Linked DNA regions of Ovis aries: region 1 is linked to region 2. The links are chromatin contacts, called in public Hi-C maps. All regions are on one chromosome and are shown on one strand. The core of a region is the stretch at or near the end of the contact, and the rest is flanking DNA. Distances in the headings are between cores, read along the strand shown. Region 1 has its middle 5.9 kb from the start of TRNAC-GCA. Region 2 holds the start of TM4SF4 (transmembrane 4 L six family member 4).

The links. Hi-C and Micro-C count contacts between places; a contact is called where the count stands out from the background.
Region 1: a Hi-C map of liver shows a contact between it and region 2, with 5 times the contacts expected there. The contact joins the enhancer-like site here to the promoter of TM4SF4 in region 2. A contact is called at or near these places in 4 of 16 Hi-C or Micro-C datasets (liver, mixed tissues, skin fibroblasts and 1 more).

What each region holds. Positions count from the first base shown.
Region 1 is chr1:239,488,693-239,494,579 of ARS-UI_Ramb_v3.0, reverse strand. No RefSeq gene overlaps it. Among named protein-coding and RNA genes, the nearest start is that of TRNAC-GCA, 5.9 kb to the right of the region's middle. Within about 2 kb of position 1,554, at least 13 of the 54 cell types and tissues checked have an H3K27ac peak or open chromatin away from gene starts, as enhancers often do. A contact at or near this core is called in liver, where this site is marked.
Region 2 is chr1:239,411,277-239,417,212 of ARS-UI_Ramb_v3.0, reverse strand. TM4SF4 (transmembrane 4 L six family member 4) reads left to right here and starts at 4,171. Exons shown (of 5, transcript XM_004003264.6): 1 at 4,171-4,521; 2 at 5,238-5,327. The coding sequence starts at 4,348. LOC132657349 (a long non-coding RNA gene) reads right to left here and starts at 3,992. Exons shown (of 2, transcript XR_009595357.1): 1 at 3,536-3,992.

The DNA.
Region 1 (5,887 bases), core at 305-2,804, 80 kb before region 2:
TTGCCATGATATTAAAAGACACTTACTCCTTGAAAGAAAAGTCATGACCAACCTAAACAGCATATTAAAAAGGAGAGACATTACTTTGCCAACAAAGGTCCGTCTAGTCAAAGTTTTTCCAGTAGTCATGGATGGATGTGAAAGTTGGACTGTAGAGAAAGTTGAGTGCTGAAGAATTGATGCTTTTGAACTGTGGTGTTGGAGAAGACTCTTGAGAGTCCCTTGGACTGAAAGGAGATGCAACTAGTCCATCCTAAAGGAAATCAGTCCTGAATATTCATTGAAAGGACTGATGTTGAAGCTGAAACTCCAATCCTTTGGCCACCTGATGCGAAGAACTGACTCATTGGAAAAGACCCTGATGCTGGGAAAGATTGAGGGCAGGAGGAGGAGGGGATGACAGAGGATGAGATGGTTAGATGGCATCACCCACCCACCATGAGTTTGGGTAGGCTCTGGGAGTTGGTGATAGACAGGGAGGCCAGGCATGCTGCAGTCCATGGGGTCGCAAAGAGTCAGACATGACTGAGCGACTGAAGTGAACTTAACTGAACTGAGCTACTTTATTTTTTAAAATAATTTTATTTATTTTTGGTCATGCTGGTTCTTCATTGCTGTGTGACCTTTCTTCTGTTGCAGCAATCAGGGGCTACTCTCTAGCTGCAGTGCACGGGGTTTTCATTGCAGTGTCTTCTCTGATTGCAGCTTCTGGGCTCTAGGGCACAGGCTTGTTAGTTGTTGCCCACCAGCTTAGTTGCTCCGCAGCATGTGGAATCTTCCCTGGACCGGGGCTGGAACCCATGTCTTCTCCACTGACAGGCGGATTCTTCACCACTGAACCACCAGTTAAGCCTGAGCTATTTCATTTGATGCATGAAACAGTATTACGTATAGGCAAAGCAGGTATTGTTACCATTTGACAACTGGGAAAACTAAAACCCAGAGAGAGCAAATGACTTGCCCAGGATCGCAGAAAGTGTGACGAATCTAGGAGAAAATCTATGTCTCTTGGGTGCCAGTACTTTCTCCTTCCTGACATGCCAGGCAGTTTTTAAGATAGTTATGCATGACGATTGACCTTAAATTACCTGTCTATCTTTGGGAAGCATTTCTTTCTCTTCCTGGATCCCCAGCTGCCTGGCACCAGCACTCTTCTCAGACTCAGAGCCATGATTCACTGGGGTGGGCGGCGGAGGGGAGGGGGAACAGGTGGCAGCTTGGCCATCTGCCACACAGAGAGACTAGGTCACTTCCCTTTGGTAAAGAGCTTCTAGGCTCAGATTCGTCAGGTGTTCTAAAACGGAGCAGAGGGAAAAATAAACATCTAAGTTGGCATTCTGCGTTCCAAGTGAAAGCATTGTTTTTAAGATAAATAATTATTTTTAGAAAGAGAATAGAATTTCAGCTGTGTACCAAAACTGGGGCTTTGTCCATTAGGGTCACTGATGCAGAAGCAAAACTATCGAAGGTCTGAAGTTCCTATATGACTAGGTAATGCTAAAATAAACATACGGTTCCCATCGTACAACTCAATGCTTAGCCAAGTCCAAACACACTGCTGCCAACATTTTAAAGTCAACACTGATATCTAAAATAAACACAGGCTGACTAACACACACTGGTACTTTGATGAAAATATATTGTGAAATAGCTCCTTGCAAAGAGAAGTTCTTGGGTTCTTTCTCTGGGTAACTGTTCATTATTCAGAAGAATGATAAGACCCCCTAAACATTTTTTTGAATTCATTCATTCAACAGATTTTTTTTTTTTTTTTGAACACTTACTCTCAGGAACTGTGACGGGCAGGAGATTCTGTCCTACTTTCAAGTTAATGAATTAGCTTGCCAGTTTCATAGATGCTGGCACAAGTGGTGATATTCCTGGGTCAGAAACAAAAGACTTTATTACTTAGAGCTGTAGCAGTAGCTAGCGTCAGCATTTGAGAGAACTCTGAGCTTCAGGAACCAGGTCTTTTATACTGAATAGCAAGCATGGTGGCTTTTTGCGGTTGAAGGAGATATTTCCTCCCTCTAAGGTAGTTTACTTTATCATCCTCCCTGAAAAAATACTCCAGAACAAAGGCAGTCAATGCCCATACATGGAAGATGTTTAGAAATGTGAGAAATCTAAGGACCATTACCTCCTGACACTTTTTCTCCATCAGACACTAGATGAATGCTAACGATATGAAGATTGAAAGGAAGAATGTGCTATCTTGTTCCTAATATATCTAATAGTGCATGACACTGAACTCTTAAATTCTGTCCACAGAAAATGTGGGGAGTACAGTTTGTTGAGTATCTCCCCCAACTTGATTCTTACAATGAAGAACACTGAGGGGGATCCATAAGGCAGAAATTTCATCCTTTGTTTCTCAACTTGTTTGTTAGTCAAGGGTTTTAGTGGTAAGTGCCAGCAAAATGGAACTAACACGTTGCAACTGCATAAAAGTGCAGTGTTTCAGCATTTGCAAAGCATTCAGTCTGTGGCATAATGATCCAAATGACATAAAGGTAAAGGTCATCGGCAGGGGAAATAGATAACAACGTTTAAAGAAAGAAGTGGAAATTGATAGAAAAATATTATGAGGTAAATGATAAAGAAAAATATTATGAGGGAAACCTCTCTCAATTGTACTGATAGGCAGTGGTTTAGTTGCTGAGTCGTGTCTGACTCTTGAGACCCTGTGGACTGTAGCCCACTGAGCTCCTCTGTCCATGGGATTTTCCAGGCAAGAATACCTGAGTGGGTTGCCATTTCCTTCTCCAGGGGACCTTCCTGATCCAGAGACCGAAAGCAGGTCTCCAGCACTGCAGGTGGATTCTTTACCAACTGAGCTAGGAGAGAAGCCCTGACTCATTTGCTAGCGCCAATTATTTTGGTTTGAATTTTGGTGTGGGCTGAATCTAATTTTTTTTATAGCAAAGTCCTATCATTGCTCAGTTGGTAAAGAATCCGCCTGCAATGCAGGAGTCCACCTGCAATGCAGGAGACTGGGATTCAGTTCCTGGGTCCAGAGGAAATAACAACACAACTTCAGTATTCTGGAAAATCCCATGGACAGAGGAGCCCGGTGTGCTACAGTCCAAGGGGTTGCAAGAGTCAGACAGGACTTAGCGAATAAGTCGACTTAGCGAATAAGTCAGACACGACTTAGCGAATAAACCACCACTAGCGAATAAATCAGTGACAAATGATCTTTAACATAAATTAGAGGTGAATTTTTCTGTGGGGACTGGAGCAATATCACCAAAATGTATTAAAAAGAATTTTTAAAATTCCATTGAGAATATACAGTCTGAGCCTCTGGAAAAAAAAATATACATTTTATCCAAATCATTTCTACTTCAGTTGATTCTTTATAATTAGTGATACTTTTCATTAAGATGATCTAGCCTCTTTTATTCTGAATTTGTTATCACCAAGCACCTTAAAACAGTAACTCAAATTCCCCGCACTTTTGCACAAGTGAGAGAAAACATTGACCTGAGAACATAAATATTCTAGACTCCTTACTAGGTCTATTTTTTTTTTTTTCACTTCAAATTACTTAATCAGCAACCTGGTCATTAATCAGGCTGTTATAAATTTGGTTAGTACAAGCCAGTTCCATCAGACTCTGATTTCCCCTAACATGAAAATAACTAAGTTTTTGAAAATTCTAACACACCATCAAGAAATACTTATGTTCATCAGTGGGCTCATCCTGGAAGATGAGACTCTTAATGTTTAAGACTTGGAAGGAAAGACTCTTAATGTTTAATCAACTGGTTTTCCTCCCTTGACATCGTCTCAATGTACTAATGATTTTATTTGTCCTTTTCCTTTGACTTTTTCATAAAAGTTAAAATTTAAGAACTTATTTAAGATCTATCTTTAGTCTTTAGTACACACCACCATTTCCTACACTTGAGTATTACCTAAAAGTTAATATTATTTTGTTGGACTACCTATAATAATGACAACCTCCAAATCATTTTATATGGTCATGTCTATAATTCTTTGATCTCAGAAGTATTTCCTCTAAGATTATATGTGTGTGTATATATATATATGTATCTATATATGTAAACTTATATATGTATATATGTACATTTATATATTAATAAGTATACATATATATGTGTTTTAATATATGTATGTCTTTGTATATTTATAGTATTTTTGAGATGTAGAATAATCTCAGATAACAAAGGCCCAAATGAATGTAAACCTAATGTAAGTTCAGATTATTTAAATTCATTTAATTATGATGGTAGGATTATCCTCAAATCAGTCTATCATTCCAAAATATTTGAATCAGTTTGTTTTTTAAAACTTTTTATTTTATATTGGAGTATAGTTGACTAACAAGTGTGTTAGTTTTAGGAGAATCACTTAACACTTAAGAAATTACAGAAAATTGTTCAATTTCCCAGGGTCTCTCTCAGGCATTTTTTTAAAGTGAGCATTCCATTCAATGTACTTTAACTGTGGGGTAAGGGCCTCAAGTGAGTCTTAGTATCTCCAAATTTCAGTTCAGTTCAGTTCATTTTCTCAGTCGTGTCCGATTCTTTGTGACCCCATGGACTGCAGCAAGCCAGGGCTCCCTGTCCACCATCAACTCTTGGAGTTCACCCAAACTCATGTCCATTGAGTCGGTGATGCCATCCAATCATTTCATCCTCTGTCATCCCCTTCTCCTCCTGCCTTCAATCTGTCCCAGCACCAGGGTCTTTTCCAATGAGTCAGTTCTTCGCATCAGGTGGCCAAAGTATTGCAGTTTCAGCTTCAACATCAGTCCTTCCAATGAACACTCATGACTTGATCTCCTTTAGAATGGACTGGTTGGATCTCCTTTCAGTCCAAGGGACTCTCAAGAGTCTTCTCCCACACCACAGTTCAAAAGCATCAATTCTTCCGCACTCAGCTTTCTTTATAGTCCAACTCTCACATCCATACATGACAACTGGAAAAACCATAGCCTTGACTAGATGGAACTTTGCTGGCAAAGTAATGTCCCTGTTTTTCAATATGTTGTCTAGTTTGGTCATTACTTTCCTTCCAAGCAGTAAGCGTCTTTTAATTTCATACAATTACCATCTGCAGTGATTTTGGAGCCCCAAAAAACAAGGTCTCTGTATTTAGATACATTCAAACTCATGTCCACTGAGTCAATGATGCCATCCAACCATCTCATCCTCTCTTGTCCCCTTCTCCTCCTGTCTTCACTCTTTCCCAGCACCAGGGTCTTTTCCAGTGAATTGTCTCTTCACATCAGATAGCCAAAGTATTGGAGCTTCAGCTTTAGATCAGTCTTTCCAATGAATATTTGGGACCAATTTCCTTAGGATTTCTTGGTTTGATCTCCCTACAGACCAAGGCACTCTCAACAATCTTCTCCAACACAACAGTTCAAAAGCATCAGTTCTTCAGCACTCAGTCTTTATGATCTAACTCTCACATCTGACATGGTTACTAGAAAAACCATAGCTTTGACTAGACAAACCTGTGTTGGCAATGTAACGTCTCTGTTTTTGAATACGCTGTCTAGGTTTGTTGTAGCTTTTCTTCCAATGAGCAAGCGTCTTTTATTCTCATGACTGCTGTCATCATCTGCAGTGATTTTGGAGCCCAGGAAAATAAAGTCTGGCACTGTTTCCATTGTTTCCCCATCTATTTGCCATGATTGATGGGACTGGGTGCCATGATGTTCATTTTTTGAATGCTGAGTTTTAAGCCAGCTTTTTTACTCTCCTCTTGTATGTTTATCAAGAGTCTCTTTAGTTCCTCTTCCTTTTTTGCCATAAAGGTGGTGCCATCTTCATATCTGAGGTTATTGATATCTCCTCTGGCAATCTTGATTCCAGATTGTGCTGCCTCCAGCTGGTCATTTTGCATGATGTAC
Region 2 (5,936 bases), core at 2,922-5,421:
CTTGCAGTTGCTCATTCTGATTTTGAAACCAGCTGGAGACATGGACTTTTCAGTGTTGATGGTGCTTTCAAAATTCCAAAGTCCGAATCCTAATCAAGCTGTGCCCACTAGTATAAAATAGAGGGAATTATCCAGAGTATTCAGCCTGTACCTGGAAAAGGCCCTTGATGTGAAGCTCAGTGCACACTGGCAGCCCTCCCAGTGTTGATCGAAACTCAGTGTATTAAGAATTACTTTGTGGTATTCAAGAGCTTCGCCTCTGGAGCCAGACTCCCTGGGTTTGAATCCTACCTCTACAACTGTGGAAGGTTAAAGACTGCCACAAATGCTTGGAGACTCTTCATGCAGAGGTGGGGTCTGTGCCCCTCTCCTTGCATCTTAGAGGACAGAGAATAGGACAAAAGTGACCCTGTTCCAGTTTCTGACTCAGGTTTTAAGAAAGTGACAGCTTCTATCTCTTGCCTCTTGCGTCATCATATAGAATCTCGCTTTGCTGTTGTTCAGTCGCTAAACCATGTCCGCCTCTTCGAACTCCATGGATTGTCACACTCCAGGCCTCCCTGTCCCTCACCACCTCCCGGAGCGCACCCAAATTCATGTCCACTGAGTCAGTGATGCCATCCAACCATCACATCCTCTGCTGCCCTCTTCTCTTGCCTTCAATCTTTCCGGGCATCAGGGGCTTTCCCAATGAGTCGGCTGTTTGCATTACGTGGCCAAAGTATTGGAGCTACAGTTGCAGACCCCTAAGACTACAGGGGGAAGAGAGGGGCCCTGCTGAGCCCAATTGTATCACCCTTCCCATCAAGGCACCTGGTATGTGAGTGAAGCCATCTTGGGCCCTACAAATCAATGCAATGCAGCCCCCAGCTGAACAAGAGCAAAGAACTCCAGTGGTACTACCTAGAGCTAAAGAATTACCTGATCTCCTTTAAAACAAGTTAGTCCTACTTCTTCTGCTAAGGAGCAGTTAACTCATTTAACCTCGTGCATGATTTTTTTTTTTTTAATCTCTTGTCACAACTAAGAGGTGGTAATACTGCGGGACTGTGCCAGGTCCTGCAGCAGGTGGGATCTTCTATCTTCACTGTGGCATGCAAACTTTTCGTTGCAGCATGTGGGATCTATTTCCCTGACTTAGGGATCAAACCCTGGTCCCCTGCTTTGGAAGCTCCGAGTCTTAGCTGCTGGACTGCCAGGGAAGTCCTAAGGTTGTAAAACCAGTGAAGTCAGAAAGCAAGTCAGATTTATTTTGTTCACTAGGACAGTACTTGGCACACTGTGGGTGCTTCAAACACACTGATGGATTGCATTCATTGCACTGAATTTATGATTCTTCACCAACTGCCAGGCGAAGAGTTTAGCAGACTGAGAAGCACTAATAATTGTCACCTAAGCATTAATGCATATCTCCTGCGGATGGTCAGAGTCACCTGGCAAACATCTCCCAGGCCTGTGCTCGCTGGCTTAGGGATGGAGTGCCTGCATCACGCCTAAGGTCCAGGAACCCCTGGACTTTCTGTGGCTGAATTTGCTGCCAGCACACTCCCAGAGGATGTGGTCCAGGAGGGCAGCTGCCAAGCTCATATTCTCCTTTTCTTTCTACAAGGATCCCTTTCTGTCCCTTCGAGAGTTGCCACCTGCTCTCACTTCTGAGATCTTCTTCCTGCAGAACAGGAACCAGAGTGGGGCTCAGCCTCAGCCACCTCATCCTGACTGTCTCTAAAAAGGAGGGCTGTAGCCATTAAGATTCAAGGGCTTCACTGCTGAAGAGAGAGTGAACAGCAAACGTCAAGCATGGGCGTCACAACCTCATTGTCAGAACCTCACGAGTGTCTTGAGCAAGGACCCAGCCCTTCCTGAGGGTAAACTTCACCAAGGCTCCCTCCCCTCACCTCCCCTTTCCCCAGATTAGATTGCCACTTCCTGCTTGCAGGTCTAAAGGCACAATGAATTGTTGAACAATAAATGAGTTAATCACCCTCAAAGTGTCTGAAATCAGGGCATTCCAGAAGGGTGACTATCCCACAGCATTTCCCTTTCTGCATACAGGATATAAATGACCTCATAGTTCCTCATGTACCACATCTTTTTAAAAATCACAGAAGAAACCTCAACTGTGGTCCATGCTATCTTCTACTTTCACCTGTTCACTTAGTGATCATAACCCCTGTTACTAGTCTGAAAAGTCTAGGGCATCAGGGCTGTGTTAACCAATGTTATTCAAATTTCTTGAGTAACTTCTAGGGGCAAAAGTCTCTGAAGAAAGAAAAAACTGCCCAGGCTCCAAAGGGGAGCTGCCTAGCTCCAAGATGGCATCTACAAAGATCAACTCCATTCTTAAATCCTGAGAACTTTGGACTTCCTCCTGGCACTTTCAGAACTCCTTGTCAAAGCTGGTGGGTTTCAAAGAAAGCTCATTTGCACCTGCTCAGTGTTGAAAAGCAACAGCCAGCAAAGTGATAACAGTCCTTATCTGCTGGTGGTAGGAACATGGCTGGTTTTTCTTCCTTCTGCTAATCTGTATAACTGACTTTTCTACCGAAAAAAAAAAAAAACCCCATATTATTTTGTAATAAGAAAAAAAATCACAATAGTTCATGGTTGTTCAGAAAGAAGTATGTCCTGCTGTACCCATACAATTCACACACGGTATCATTCTATTGTTTATATTGAAAAGAGACCACTTTTTAAATTTCTAAAGAAGAAAATCTATTAGGGAGAGCATAGCCCAGGCATGGGTGACAAAGAATCTTGTTTTAAAGTCTTGGTTCCTTGTCTTATTATGTTGGGATGACCTTATGATATGTACTTAATCTCTCTGAGTCCTAGGGCCTTCCCCAGTAGAAAGGACATGACATTGTCACAGTTCAAGCTTAGTACATCACACATGCTCAATAAATATTTGTTTTCCTTCTTGCCCCAATGCTGAGATCTCAGAAAGTATCCTTATAGAGCGACGAATGCACGTTTCATAGAATCTTCAGAAGAAAACTCAGCACCCAACCGATCTGACTTCTCTGGAATCAACTAACCACAGCTTCCCTGGTCAAGGGTCCCTGACCCACGGCAGATTGTAGCCCACTGCTTCCCTGGGAACAAGCGGCCAACTTCATGGCAGGACAGGTCTTACCACGTTACAGTGTTACTTGCTTTTTATTTAGCTACAAGTTGACTGTCTGTGAAATTCTACCTGCTATCTTTCTCTTAACCTCTAGGCTCTCAACAAAGGGCTAGCAGGCTCCCTTTTCATCCCACAGTCCTTCAGCTGTTAAGCAACACCAGTACCCAGCAGGGACGGTCACTGCATGACGTCGGGCTTGGTCTAGGCATGGCAGAAGCTTCCTTAAAGTGACACAAAGCATACTAGTAACCGAATGCTGCCCCAGACACTTGGCAAAATTCTCAATAAAGGTCCATCTTACCTCCTCTTACACTTTCTAACTGCTCTTTTAACTTTGTCCAAGCTACCTCCAATCCCCTCATCAATGTTTTTCCTCTCTTCCACCCAATACCAACCTCCCTTTCTCCTTACCTTTTTCAAAGATGGAGCTTTTTATTCCTGCATAGAAGATATAGCTGAACAAGTTGATTGGGAATGGTTCTTGCTAATTCTATCATGCCAGGTAGGGAAGAAAATAGAACCTAATGGAATAGCAGACAACAAAATAAATAATCACCCTGATTTCGTCCTTTAAAAAATTCCTGTGGGCCCGAGCTCAAAAATACCCAACTAGACCATCAGACTGCTATTTTCCTATTGAGGAAAACAGAAGCTCTTTCAAATAACTCTTTTGCATTCCAGGCTTTCAGCGGAAAAGGCAAAGACATGCACTGTAGACCATTAAGTACTTAGGAGACACGATTTTAGCTAGGATGTAACTCAATTTTACTGTGATTTATAAAGAGCCTGGGGAAAATATTTCTTGATTTGGGCAGGCCATTGTCAGATTAAAGGTGCCGTAGGCCCAGATGCTGTTTGTTCCAGCCCTAAGTTCGATCGCAACAAGGTTGAGTGTCTTGTCTGTGCTGGTGGATTATTAACAGAGGTTATTGGTCTCCATGGCAAAATGATTGCAATGAACGTAATCTTATTTATGAGGGTGCAGGGAGGGAAAAAAAGAGCTTCAGGTCAGGGAGAATATAAATGACCATAGCCGTTGAGGTTCTGTTGCATTTGAGAAGCTGAAGCAACTCCCAGGACACAGCTCACAGGCTGATTTTGCTTCTTGGCTCCAAAATAAGAATTGATTTGGGGACAATTGTTACAACTCTGCAGCCGATAACTTTGAAGAGAGCCTGCGAGGAAGGGGGCTTGATCACACACCGACATCCCATATCCCCAGCATGTGCACTGGGAGCTGTGCCAAGTGCCTGGGGGGCACCCTCATCCCCCTGTCTGTGTTTGGCCTCCTCGCTAACATCCTGCTATTTTTCCCTGGAGGAAAAGTGATAGACAACAATGACCACCTTTCCGACGAGGTCTGGTATTTTGGAGGAATATTAGGAAACGGAGTCTTGGTGAGTAAGGAAACCTTAACATCTCCCCCTAAAGATTTTCATCCTATCTTTTTAAAATTGGGTACTTACTGAACAGGAAGAGATTTAGTTGCTAACAAAAGCCCAAGAACTGCATGATGAAACGTTAAGTGCCTCAATTTTTTCCCTTCCTCATAGGGACCCACCAAGGAATCCCCAGACTTAGGCTGGCAGCTCCCATGGGGCAGTGCACTTCCCTGAACCAAGCTGAGTGCTACAGAATTTATTTTAAGAAGACAATGATAGGGTGCGGGGTTGTGGGGGGTCGGGGAGTGTGAATATATTTTTTCTAGTAAATTCATTGAAAACTACCACGAGAAACAGGTGTCAGTGAATTCCTCTTCCAATTCTTTGGTAATGATTTCTTTATCCCTTATTTCCAACATAGACTAGGAACTTCTGGTTTAGAGAGAGAAAAACTCATGTTTCATGACAATCGAGGACAAATTTTTTGTCCTTCTCCTAACCCACCATGTAAATGGAAACTCAGTGTCAGATCTTGGTATATTGCCTCATTGGATTTGCAGTTAGGCCAAATAGAACCTAAATATTCCATAACACTCATCCACCCACCAGCCAGACTCCATTAGCTGTTGGCCCCCAAGTCCCGGGTTGGAGATGTGGCTCGTCACACAGGCAGGCAGGCACGGGGCGCCCCCTTCACGTGCCAGCCTACACGGTGTTTCTTTTGCTTGTAGATGATCTTTCCTGCCCTGGTGTTCTTGGGCCTGAAGAACAATGACTGCTGCGGGTGCTGTGGCAACGAGGGCTGCGGGAAGCGCTTTGCGGTGAGTGCCTGCGGAGGCCAGGAAGGGGGATCAGCCAGCAGACCCGCTCCAGGGGGCACTGCCTTCTCGTGCTGGGCATTGAGGGGATGAGTCACCAGCCCCAGGCAACACTCTGAGGGCAGCTGGTACAGGGATAATGATGGGATTCTTGCTGGTGCAAAGTAACAGTAATCATAAATTTTTAAAACCATAGCCCTCCTACTTATAGAATATGAGTGTCGCTCAGAATGTTACTAGCAGTCAGGGATATCAGAGCTGGAAAACTGCAGTGATGCCATAGAAAGAATGAAGGCTTGAGGCTTTCCCTGGTGGTCCAGTGATTAAGGTGTTGCGCTTTCAGTGCAGGGGGCATGAGTTAGATCCCTGGTCAGGGAACTAGGATCCTGAATGCAGCACAGCTTGGCCAAAAGAAAAATTTTTTAAAAATAAAATGCTAACTAAAAGTATAGCTTAATAAAGAAAAGACTGCAGGCTTGGAAGGCAGAGATGGGGGCTGTGACTGCCTCTGCCGCTGAGAAGCCCTGAGACCTTGGGCAAGTCAATTCCCTTCTCTGGCTCTGTGTTGCCTCATCTGTAAAGGTGGGGCTGGGACAGGATAACAGATGGTGA